2 separate regions of the Sus scrofa genome follow, and region 2 is linked to region 1. A link is a contact called in public Hi-C data. All regions are on one chromosome and are shown on one strand. The core of a region is the stretch at or near the end of the contact, and the rest is flanking DNA. Distances in the headings are between cores, read along the strand shown. Region 1 holds the start of FKBP1A (FK506 binding protein 1A). Region 2 holds the start of PSMF1 (proteasome inhibitor subunit 1).

Evidence for each region. A called contact is a pair of places that touch in the nucleus more often than the background predicts.
Region 2: a contact with region 1 is called in a Hi-C map of embryonic fibroblasts, with 1.7 times the contacts expected there. The contact joins the promoter of PSMF1 here to the promoter of FKBP1A in region 1. A contact is called at or near these places in 1 of 5 promoter capture datasets (liver), 2 of 47 Hi-C or Micro-C datasets (embryonic fibroblasts and heart right ventricle) and 1 of 2 datasets of contacts at active chromatin or transcription factors (alveolar macrophages).

The regions. Positions count from the first base shown.
Region 1 is chr17:33,906,018-33,912,125 of Sscrofa11.1, forward strand. FKBP1A (FK506 binding protein 1A) reads left to right here and starts at 4,030. Exons shown (of 5, transcript NM_001038000.2): 1 at 4,030-4,219; 2 at 4,303-4,350. The coding sequence starts at 4,183. It overlaps LOC102164024 (a long non-coding RNA gene), which reads right to left and starts at 1,308. Exons shown (of 3, transcript XR_001302075.2): 1 at 1,015-1,308.
Region 2 is chr17:34,162,327-34,168,451 of Sscrofa11.1, forward strand. It overlaps PSMF1 (proteasome inhibitor subunit 1), which reads right to left and starts at 2,397. Exons shown (of 7, transcript NM_001243340.1): 1 at 2,117-2,397. The coding sequence starts at 2,245. It overlaps LOC102164496 (a long non-coding RNA gene), which reads left to right and starts at 2,475. Exons shown (of 3, transcript XR_001302079.2): 1 at 2,475-2,650.

The DNA of each region.
Region 1 (6,108 bases), core at 2,780-5,279:
AGAAGCCCTCTAGTTCTGTTTGAGGAGCAGGAAAAGGTCTCCTAATGCTCCTAATTAGGGGCAATCTCCCAGCTTTTCCTTTCTTTTTTTCTGTTCATTTGCACCTCCAAGAAATGCTAGGATTTCTTGGTAGCAAAAGCCTGTACCTGCAGGAGCCCCAAACTCTGAAAGATGGGCACCTTCTCCAGTCAGAGGAGCGATGAGGGTAGGGCAAACTCCCATTGCCTTTTCTTTCTCTCTGTTTATTCACTGCTTGGTCCAGAATACAGGTGCTGTCATGGGAAATGATTGCCAGAACAGGGTAAGCAAGGTCCCAGATTTCTGGTTAGAGGACCAAAAAGGGAAGCCCCAGTGAACCAAACATTTATTGAGGCAATTACCGAGAGGGAAGAGCTCAGGAAGCAACCTAATAGAGTTGTTACGAACTTCTGGGCTCCTCCCGCTGGATGCATGAGTGAGTTAAGCACTAAACAGTTCACACAGACTTCGAGAATTTATTACAGGATAGACCACTGCCCAGGTTCCAGACAGACCACTGACTGGTGCACCACCCAGGACAGATCCAAAGGACATGGGAAAGTCTTTGAAAATAGACATAACATTAAAGCCACAGAAGGTTCATTGAAACTCACAGCCTAAGCCCAATCTGGTCAGCTGTCTGCTAAAACAAAAGTGTCAACATTCTTCGTAGGATCTTAAAAAGACTCTTCAGTATTATAACATGGTATTCAAAATGTCCAGGATCTATTCCAAATTACTTGACATATGAAGAAACATGGAATTCTCAGCTCATATGGAAAAAGACAATCAACAGATGCCAATGCTGAGACAACACAGCTGTTGGAATTATCTGACAAATCTTTAAAGCGGCTACTCTAAAAATGCTCCAGCAAGTACAGGCAAACAATCTAGAAACAAGTGGAAAGATAGAAAGTTTAAACAAATAAATAGAACCTACAAAGAACACAGTGGAAATCTTAGAACCGACGAGTAAAAATAACTGAAGATTATTACCATTCAGGGTGGTATGGCCGTAGACAAAATAACCAAAGATTTTAAAACTCCTTGCATGGACACGTAGCAGAATGGAGATGGCAGATAAACAAGTCAGTGATCTTGAAGATAGAAAAATAAAAATTATCCAAGCTGTACATCAGAGAGAAAAAAGACTGGTAACGGGAACAGAGTTTTAGGGCCCTGAGGGGACAAGTCCAAAAGAGCTAATGATTGTGTCATTAGAATCTGAGAGGAAGGAGTTCCTGAAGTGGCGCAATGAGATTCGTGGTGTCTCTGCAGTGCCAAGTCACAGGTTCGATCTCTGGCCCAGCACAGTGAGTTAAAGGATCCAGCGTTGTTCCAGCTGTGGTGTACGTGGCCAGGGATCTGATCCCTGGCTGGGGAACTCCATATGCCATGCGGTGGCCAAAAAAAAGAAAAAAAAAATCTGAGAAGAACAGAAGAAATAGAGTGATACAGAAAAAAATATTTAAAGAAATAAAACACAAACAGGATAAACCCAAAGAAATCTAAGCCCTATTTTTTCAGAGTTTGGAGCTACAAGGAAGGAATCACTTCCCCTGCCATCAGGGATGCTTACACCCTGAGACTCAAATTACTCCCTGTCTCCTTTATAAACTGTAAAAAATAATAAACACACAGAGTAGAAACAAAGTCAATCTGTTCAGAATGATATTAAATGAAAAGCGACATTTGGAGTGGATAAGCAATGAGATGCTGCCATATAGCACAGGGAACTATATCTAGTCACTTGTGATGGAACATGATGGAAGATAATGGGAGAAAAAGAATGCATATGGGTGTGTGTGTGTGTATGACTGGGTCACTTTGCTGTACAGCAGAAATTGACAGAACATTGTAAATCAACTATAATAGAAAAAATAAATCTTTTTAAAAGTCCTGTGAAAATTCATAATGGAAAAAGTATGAAAAAGAATAAATATATATGTATAACTACATCACTTTGCTGTACAGCAGAAATTAACACAACATTGTAAATCAGCTACACTTCAATAAAATAAATTTTTAAAAAAGTGAAATCTCCTGCCCTTTCTCCCAGTCCCACGTCTTAGGATCACTCACTATTTCTCTTTTGAGTTCTTCTGGTTGCTAAAGGGTGATTTTAAAAGATTTGAACACTGAGCATTTTTATTAATTAATAACTAGGCTTAAAAGGAGTTAATTCTCATGAGAAAATAAATCATATTTTGTGGAAAAATTAATAACTATGCTATATATGAACATAGAATCAAAATCAACTTGGAAAGGAACTCTCCCAGCTGTTTAAAAAAATCTTAGAAATGTTTAGAGTTCTCTTGTGGCGCAGTGGGTTAAAAATTTGGCGTTGTTGGAATTCCCGTCCTGGCTCAGTGGTAAAGAACCCAACTAGCATCCATGAAGACTCGGGTTCGATCCTTGGTCTTGCTCAGTGGGTTAAGGATCCGGTGTTGCCGTGAGCTGTGGTGTAGGTCACAGATGTGGCTTGGATCTGGCATTGCTGTGGCTCTGGAGTAGGCCGGCAGCTGTAGCTCCAATTAGACCCCTAGCCTGGGAACCTCCATATGCTGAAGGTCAGCCCTAAAAAAGACAAAAGACAAAAAAAAAAAAAATTCTTCTCTTCTTCTATGGGCACAGAATGCCTGATTTTCAGTTGGGCACATGGCCACCCAGAATTAAGACTGTATTCCCAGCTTGCCATGCAGCTAAATATCGCCATGCAATAGGTTGCAGCCAATGCAGTGTAAGGGGAAGATATACATGCAACTTCTAGGTCATTCATTTAAAGAGAGGGGGATGTGCCTTCACGGTCCACCTTCCTCCCTTTCCCCTGGTTGGAATGCAAATATGTTGGACAACAGTCTTGGACCATGCATAGGAGAGGAGGATCCTAAAGATGGAGCACAAGTAGCAAGAGCTTGGGTCTCTGGACCAGACAGCCTGTGAAACTAAGCTGTCCTACCTGCCTCGAGACTGTTACAAGAGAGAGACACACCAACTTCTGTCTCAATTCAGCCACGGTTAATTTGGTTTCTGTTACAGCCCCTATCCTGAATAACATGAAAAATGCCAAATCAGTCACAAGCTCCCTGAGATTCTAGGGAAAAGGGACTAGATGATGGGCAGAGTGTTGAAGAATGTTGGGGTCATAGCAACACCTCAGGAGCACACGAAAGGAGATCCAGAGGATGAGTCCATATCTGCCTCCCTCAGGTCCTGGACTGTAGCACAATGCTCCCTCTGGCCGAAATGCCTCTGCATGTTCCTTCTGCTTCACCTACCCCAACACACATATAGCTGGCTAAACCTGGCTACTTCAAGGAAGCACGTCACCACAGTCCAGGTTCAGTTCGGCATCTCTATTGTATGCCCCACACAGCATAATGCCACGTACTGCTCTCACAGTACCTACAGCTTTGAAAATTTACATTTATCTGTGTGGCTATGATTGTCTCTCCCTCATAAGAGTGTAAGTTCTGCGAGATCAGGAACAGAGGCTATCTCCTTTACTATGTTTCCCCAGCACCCAACACAACGCACAGCACAGAGTAGGTGCTCAATAAGAATATATGTGTGAAAGCGATGAATGAATGAATGAATGAATCCGGACAAGAGAGAACAGGCTTCCCGAGGGGCAGTATAAATGCTGATGTTTCCTCCAAAGCAGAAAACCCACTGATCTGGACCCCACTGATCGAATGCTAACATGAACGAACATCTCGCTGACCTCTCACAACCATCCTTTTCACAAATGAGTAAGTGTGGACTTAGAAGTGTGAACTTGCGCAGTTCCCGGTCAGTAACTGGAGGATCCTCAATTCTTACTCCCATTTCTCAGATGCGGAAACTGGGTTAGAGACGCCGGCCCAGCTCGGGGCACAGAGAAAGGAAGGGTGGGGAAAGTCGCCGGGCCCCTCCACCCGGCCGCATCCGGAGGCCTCGGGGCTTCCGGGCTTCCGGTCCCCTTGCCCGGCGGCCTGGGCTCCGGGGACGTGCGCGCCGTGTGGGGCGCGCACGCAGGGCGGGGCGTGCGGGGGCGCGCGCGTGCGCAGGCGTCGCGCGGAGGGACTAGGCAGAGCCGCGGAATCGCCGCCAGGTCGGTTTTCTCTCCACGCTGCCCGTCGCGCCGCCAGCCCGCCCGCCGCCGCCGCCGCCGCCGCAGCAGCCATGGGAGTGCAGGTGGAGACCATCTCCCCCGGAGACGGTGAGTAGGCACGCCCAGCGGCCCTGGGGTGCCCTCGCCGCCGCGCGCATCCGCTCACCGCGCCCGTCTGTCTGTCTCCTTAGGGCGCACCTTCCCGAAGCGCGGCCAGACCTGCGTGGTGCACTACACGGGTGAGTCCACGGGCCCGCGGGGCGGGATGGGGGGCGGCCCGTGGGCGGCCGGCGCGGCCTTGGGGCAAAGGCCCGGGGCGTGGCGGCGGCGGGCCCGCGTGGCCAGAGGCTGAGGCCTGGGCGGCGGCATCGCCCCCGAGGGGGCAGCCTTGGGCCTGCGGAACCCTGGACGGTCTCAGCCGGCGCGTGCGAACGCTGACCGCGAGCCGGACGTGATCCTGCCTTTGGAAAGCAGTTCTGTGCCTCAGGTGCTGCGGTTCTGCCCACAGTACAGATGGGGAAATTGAGGTTTGGGGAGTCGAAGTCGCCTGTCCAAGGTCACACGCTTGGGACTGGACAGAGCTCTGGCCAAGGACCATCAGAGAGGATTTATATCATTTCTGTGTCCCAGTTGACACCCTATTCCCGCTTCCGCCCCACCCTTCGCTGGAGATAAGAAGGGCGAGGTAATTCCCGGTCCGTGGGAATTCAGCCTCTTAGCCGGGGAACTCGCGCTGCGCTGCGGGTAGGGAAACGTCCACTTTCTAAGTCTTTGCTCTGGCGCATCCTGGCCTTGGGGTATCTGGATCTGCCCGGTCTTTTTCCTCCTCTTACTTTTGAGTCACTTAACAAATCCAAGCCTCAGTGGCAGTGATGGCCTAGGCTGACAGAACATGTAATTTAGCCCCCGCAGCCCTTCCAAGAGTAGGGGCTTATCCCTACACTAAAGATAAGGCAACCGGGGCCCAGTTAGGGTAACTAACAGTACTGTAAGCCAAAAGAAATATTAGACCCTCAGCCAGAATTCTAACATGATGGTCATATGCCTTGAGACCGTCTTTTACTCCATGCCCTTACAAGGTCCTCCCTGCGTTGTGTTGGTGGGGGCGGGGGTGGGGGGAGGCTGAGCAGGCGCAGACTTCTCGGCTAAGGGGGGGTGGTGCTGGTGATTGGTGTAGCCATAGTGTTAATATGAACAACTTTCCCTCCCCTTCCTCTCCCTTCCCACCCTTTCCTCTCTTCCTCCTCCTCCTTCCTCCGTTTCTTCTTCTTCCCTCCCTTTTCCTCCTCCTCCTGGGTAGTAGGCAGTTCTGATCCTGCTGCTTAGGGATAAGCTGTGCCCTTCTCTCCCAGATCAGGAGGGGAGCCCCCTGCCGACTTTCTTTTGGAAGGAGAAAAAAAAAAAAAAGGCAGCTAACCTTCCCCCCTCTGATACCCTTTAGTCTCTGGCTTTTTATTCCACTGGCCCTTCTCCCTAGGTAGAAAAAGGGGCAGGGGGTGGAGGGAGTTAGGGACTGGAACTTTTCAAAAGGGTACCAAAGGGGGACGTATTGAAACCTGTCTTTGTAGGGAAGTGTCTCATGCCTGCAAAGGAAACTGGGAAAAGTGGGTTTGATGTTTTAAACAGCTGTCTTTGTAGACCACGGTCAGCACCTGAGCCTAGGAGGGCTCGTGGAGGAAAACTTGTCAGTGTGGTTGTTTTTGATCTGTGAGATGAGAAGAGTAACCATGGCCTTTTACAGTGCTGGGTGAGTGGGCAGTTCTTTCAGCTCCCACGGCCAACTGGGGCAGAGACTGGGACTCGGAGAGGTGGCTTCTGTCCCTTTCTCTCCTCAGTGGGTGAGTCGCCGCATCAGGATAAGTGGCTACACCTGTCCCACTCCCAAGCCCATGCCCCTTGTCCGTGGCTCACTCATCTTTGGTGCTGATGGCAGGACTGGGCACCAGCATGTAGGTAGCACCACATTTCACCGTGCCTCTTGGTGAGATGTCCCCACA
Region 2 (6,125 bases), core at 1,147-3,646, 250 kb after region 1:
CCCGGCCCCTCAGAGGACATAAACAGATGGACAATACCTTCCAAACCCTCATCCCCACTCTCCCTGGCCACCCCTAAGATGCCTGGAGCTGTAGGCATCTTAGGGGTAACTATCTTTTTATTGGTCAGCATGAACTCAACATGTGGCACCAAGAAGAGAGTGGAATTAGATGGATCTCTGGGATTCAGTTAAGGATCCTTTATTCACTTTGTTAGACCAGTATTAAAGTGAAATTGTGTACTTTCTGAAAACTTAGGAGCCTGGAGTGTATGGCAAGGGAATGATGCCAGTTAGGACAGGGCAATGATCTACAGGAACTGATGTCCCTAAGCTGTCCAAGTGACTGAGAGAGAACTGCTGACAGGATTTGGGAGGGGACGAGTGGTGTGAGCAGTGCTGATACATGTCTGTGTAATGGGGAGAAGGGAGTCCCTGTAACAAGTTCCTGCTCCTGGGGGGAGAGTAAACAGAGTGAGGTACATGAGAAGGGACAGCGAGCAGGGCAGACCTGTCCGATCTGAGGGGTTGGGGGGGGGGATGCTGAGAGCCGATAGGGAAGCCCCAAGGGCAGAGGCAAGTCTTACCCTCCTCTCAGTCCCACTGTCCCCGGAACCATCCTACACACCAGCTATCTAGGAGAACACCCCAGAAAAGGTGATATGAAATGCCTGGGGCAAGTGAAAGGGCTGTTAAAGACTGGAAAGCTGGAATGGAGCCAAGTGGGGAGACTATGCACTGAAAGGGGAAATTTGACTGTTTAGTGTGGGCCGCCTCTACCTGGTCCCAAATTGTGAAATGTTGAAAGGCAAGGCAAGTGAGACAAAGTGCAGGGCGATCAGAAAAGCCAAGTCTGGGGGAGGGGGGGAGCCAGAGATCCATGACAATACTTGTGTTTCTTATTCCTGTTGATCAGGGTGTGATGGTCTTGGTCAACAGTTCTAAGGGAAAAGGAATGGACAGTGAGGATGGGGTACAGAACCTGGATGTATAAACTGTGTTTGACGAGGGATCCCTAAAGCTCTGTATCAGAAGAAGAAAAACTAAGTCTCTGGATGTATGCGTGAGAAACTAAAAAGGATTAGGGAGCTTGAGAACTAAAGCAGTTAGAAATGAAAGTAAGATTAAGATCTCACTGTGAGATGGAAGGAGTGAAGCACCCTGCTCCCCAGAGCTGGTCTAGGTTCTGACAGTGAAAAGGCAGTGGTGGCTTGGCTGAGTGTGTGTACGGGAGGCTATTTTCTCAGATGGAGCGAAGGGACAGTAAGGGCTTCCCGCCCAGTTCTCAGAGGAAGTGTACAAGGATGTGGAGGGGGAGAGTCAGAGGGAAGGGGCAGGGGCAGATGGGAGAATGCTACAGCAAAGAATTAGTGAGGCTGCCTGGGCCCAGCAGTCCTAGGGCTCTGTGGGGATGACAACAAGGCCCCCAGCAGGAAGAGGCAGAACCTGAGGACAAGAGAACAGGAGGGGCTGGTCCTGTAGGACATCTTTGGGGATGCAAACCTACAGGCCCTCACACACAGGGTGCACCTCTGCATGTGTGTGGCAGGCTGTTCTTGCCCCAAAGCCTGAGCTAAAGATGACAACCAGAGAGTGGGCTGCACTGGGCCCTTCAGGAAAGGGAGAGGGTGTCTGAGCTCTCAGGGCCCTTGACTGGAGCTGAATGGGTCCAAGCTCACCCCTATACCCCTGCATGGATCCAGATACCTGCTGGGCGCTAAGTACAGTAGGAGGATAGTGCTGACAACAGCCCCACCCACCCAGCTGTATGGGAAGAAGCTTCGCGGAGTTCAGATAGGTGAAGAGGGCTCAGGGGGGCTGCACACCTGCCTCGGTGCCAGATCCACACAATCCCGGCCTGGGAGACTGCCGGGCTGTACGGGAGCGAGACTCTGTCCTTGGCTTTTCAAATCATGTTGTGCCAGCTGGGCTGGGACAGTTCAGCTAGCACCTCCCTGACCTGCAGGCCATAGGGAGCAATGGTGTCATAAGCCTCAGTGCCTGGACTTGGGGAGGAGGGAAGGCCAGGCACTAAGGACCAAGCCGACGGTCCTCTGGGTTCAGGCAGGAGACACCTTACCCCCTCCACCCTGGCCCTGGGCTGGCTCGGTTGGCGTACCTGGTCGCCGGCGCCCAAGCCGTAGTAGCCGTGCGTAACCACCTCCCAGTGTAGGAAGCAGACGAGGGCGTCCTGCGCGCAGGTGATGGTCGGCGCCGCAGACGCGAACAGGACCTCCAAGCCCGCCATGCGCGCCCCCGGCCTCTGCAGGCAGAATAAGGAAGGGAGAGAGTGCGGTGAGCCGGCTCGGCCCTCAGAGTACCGAGAACACCGCTTCGCCGATCCGCTGGTCTGAGTCACGTCCCTAACCTGCGCGGCCAAAATGGAGACGCCCCAGTGCTGGGGGCGTGGCCGCCGGAAGTGCCTGCCGGGGCCGGCGGTGCTGCGAGAGTGAGCCCGACTGGAAGCAAGAGCGCGACTCTCAAATGTTCCGCCAGGCAGCGGGCGGGCGAGGCGGATATCCTGGGGGTGAGGTCCTTCAAAGACGAAATCTTCAACTGGCCGTAGTTGGCGGAGCCACTACACGCAGGCTGTGGCGTCCTTGAGGAGGGGCTACTTTGTTCAGAGCCACAGACTTCTCATCTGCAGAATGAGGTGGGTTTATGCTGGTGGCGGAAGAGATTATGAAATAGGCCTAAAATATACTGATAATAATCGTTAGCACTTATGCAGTGCTTGTTCCGGACCACGTAATTCTAAATACTTGTATTCATTTATTTAAAACTCACAATCCAACCCCATAAAGTTTTTGTTAACTCCATTTTACAGATGGGTAAACAGGAACAAAGGGGTAAATTTGACCAAGATGAGTGAGTGGCAGAGGTGATACTGCAATCTAGTCTAGCTCCTTGGATAACATTGATTAAATGTTTATTGCTGCTAGATCCTGTGTCAAAACCTCTATATCGGGAGTTCCCGTCGTGGCGCAGTGGTTAACGAATCTGACTAGGAACCATGAGGTTCGGGTTTGATCCCTGGTCTTGCTCAGTGGGTTAAGGATCCGGCGTTGCCGTGAGCTGTGGTGTAGGTTGCAGACGCGGCTCGGATCCCGCGTTGCTGTGGCTGTGGCGTAGGCCAGTGGCTACAGCTCCGATTAGACCCCTAGCCTGGGGACCTCCATATGCCGCAGGAGCAGCCCTAGAAAAGGCAAAAAGACAAAACAAACAAACAAACAAAACAAAACCCAACCAACCAAAAACAACAAAAAACAAAAAAAACAAAAAAACAAACACCTTTATATCACCTTATCAAAAACTCTATGTGTTAAGTTTCATTATTATTCCCACTTTTCATATTTATCACCAGTTCAAAGAATGGAAGCCACTTCCCCCCAAAAACACAGCTGCTAACTCCAGAGCTGGTGCTCCTGATCTACTACCAAATTTCAGTCATTCATTTTCCTGTCTCCTTCATAATTTTTTTTTTTTCTGCCACAGCTCACAGCAATGTGGGATCCTTAACCCACTGATGGAGGCCAGGGGTGGAACCTGCATCCTCTTGGATAGTAGTTGGGTTCATTTCTTCTGAGCCACAACGGGAATTCCCTCCTTCGTAATTTTTATTATGTATTAGTTCTTCAACAAGTTTCTTGAAATCCTCTTATTGCTTTTACTCAAACAAATTTTGTTTTCCCATCTCAGTCAGCTCCCTGCTGCAAACCACCATCATCTCTCACTGGGATGTTGACACCAGCCTCTCAACTGCCCTACTCTATCTCTGTCTCCCTAAAGTCTATTCTACACTCTGCAACAAGAGATTCTGTTAGAACGTATGCCAGCTCACATCCCTCCTCTGCTCAAAACCCTCCCAGAGCTCCCATCACACTGCAGAGAAAAGTAAGTCCTTCCCATGGTCTGTAGGAACCATCTTATGGTCTGTGCTCCCCACCCCTGCCTCTCTCTAACATTATCTCCTCCAACTCTCCTCCCATCCCCTGCACTCGTCTGCAGTGATCTTGACTCCCCTCTTCTTTTATACCCACATCGGATCGAACAGCAAAGCTCGTCCACTTTACCCTCAAAGTATACTCTGAATCCGACCACTTCTTCCTACCCGCACTGGTTGGAGCCTCTGGCATTTCATACTTGGACTATAGCAGTAGCTTCCTAACCAGTCTCCCTTTTCCGCGTGTTCTGTTCTCCAGGCCTTTGCATGTATTCTTTCTGCCCGAACTGCACTTTCTCATATATCCACATGCTCTTTCATTTTAACTGACTCCTTTCCTCACATCATGTCAGCCTCAGCAGAGGGCTTCCTGACACCCCATGGAAAAGAACCTCCTATCTTTAACCTTTTATCCCGCTTTCTTACCTGCAAAGCATTTATCATAAGCTGACACTATATTACATATGTATTTGCTTAAGTATTTGACATTAATTTTGACCAAGGAGAAGGGACCATGTCCGTCTTGTGTATAGGTATACCTGAATGCCTTCCTGTCTCAGTAAATACTTACTGAATGAATGAATGAGTGAATGCAGAATGAATGAATTCTTGGCCTGAGCTCAGCCCAACTGGGCCACTCTCCCCCATTTGCTTTCCACCACTCACTTTGTTAGCTGGCCCTATACCTCTCCAATTTTTTGTTTTCGGGGTTCCCCTGGGATGCCGAGATTCTTGAATCCCATCTGCAGAGATTCTGGCTGAGCATGTCTGAGGTGGAGTGTAGGTTTATTGACTACACTCTGGGTGATGCTAAAGCCGGTGGCATGGAACTCCTGAGATGTATTGCCTGTGACATGAAGCTGTTTGCCCTTTCCACTGGGAAGCTCTTCGCTTTCAAAGCTTGAAGTGTCCTTCCCCAGTTATTGAAAATTCTCACCTATTCATTATTCACTCATTCACTAAATGTCCGTAGGATAGGTTGCCATGATAGTGATACAGGCTGTGCACTGCACAGAGGTGCCCACCCAGTAGCAGCCCCATTCCTAAGTGTCTACTATGAACACAGCCCAGATAACCAAACTGTAGTTCCTATCTCTACAGAGCTGTCTAGCGGGGGAAAAAAAAAACTGGTAACCCAGTATGAAACCTGTCATGGCAGAGGGGCATTTGGAGGACTATACAAGCCTAGAGGAGACATCTAATTCAGGCTGGGTGTCAGGGAGGTTTTCTTGGAGGAAGAGCCTCCCAGCTGCAGTAACTCTTATTTGGAGAATTGGCAGTGAATTGAGGAACAAAAGGTATTCCAGTAAAGGAGAATGGCACATGCAAAGTCATGAAGGTGGGAAAGGCAGCTGGTACTGTGTGATTAGAGGGTCAGTGTGGCATCCTGAGTGAGGCCTTCTCCCATCTCCTCAACCCACAATCAATTGCTCTCTCCTCTGTGCCGCTGGCCTCAGTGGCATGCGAAGGGGTGGGCATGGGACAGTGAGCTCTGTCAACTTTCGTGGGGAGGAAAATTTTATCGCTGAAGTTGGTTAGAAAGACTGGTTCATGGTGATAATAGAAAGTAGACTGGCTGTTGATCCATTTTATTACTGCTTTTAAGTTTGTTTGTTTTGGCTGTGGCTGCAGCATGCAGAAATTCTAGGACTAGGGATCAAACTCACATCAAAAGCAACAGCAGTGGCAACACCAGATCCTTGATTCACAGAAGCGCCAGGGAACTCCAACTGCTTTTACTTTTTTTTTTTTTTTTTGTCGTTTTAGGGCTGCACCCACACCATATGGAGGTTCCCAGGCTAGGGGTCCAATTGGCCACAGCCACAGCAACACGGGATCCAAGCCACATCTGCAACCTACACCACAGCTCATGGCAATGCCAGACGGATCCCTAACCCACTGAACAAGGCCAGGGATCGAACCCGCAACCTCATAGTTCCTAGTTGGATTCGCTAACCACTGAGCCACGACGGGAACTCCTGCATATATATATATTTTAAGGCAGTGTCCCCACCATCACCATTGCCTGGACCTGTGCAGGCAGCTCCCCTTGATTTGACCACTGCTTTGCATACAATTGGTTATAGCTCACATCTCACAGAACTTGGTTCCTCATTACACATCATCATCCCTGTTACTTGGGTTCCCCCAGAAGCCAACATGAGACAAGGACTTGAGCTGTTTA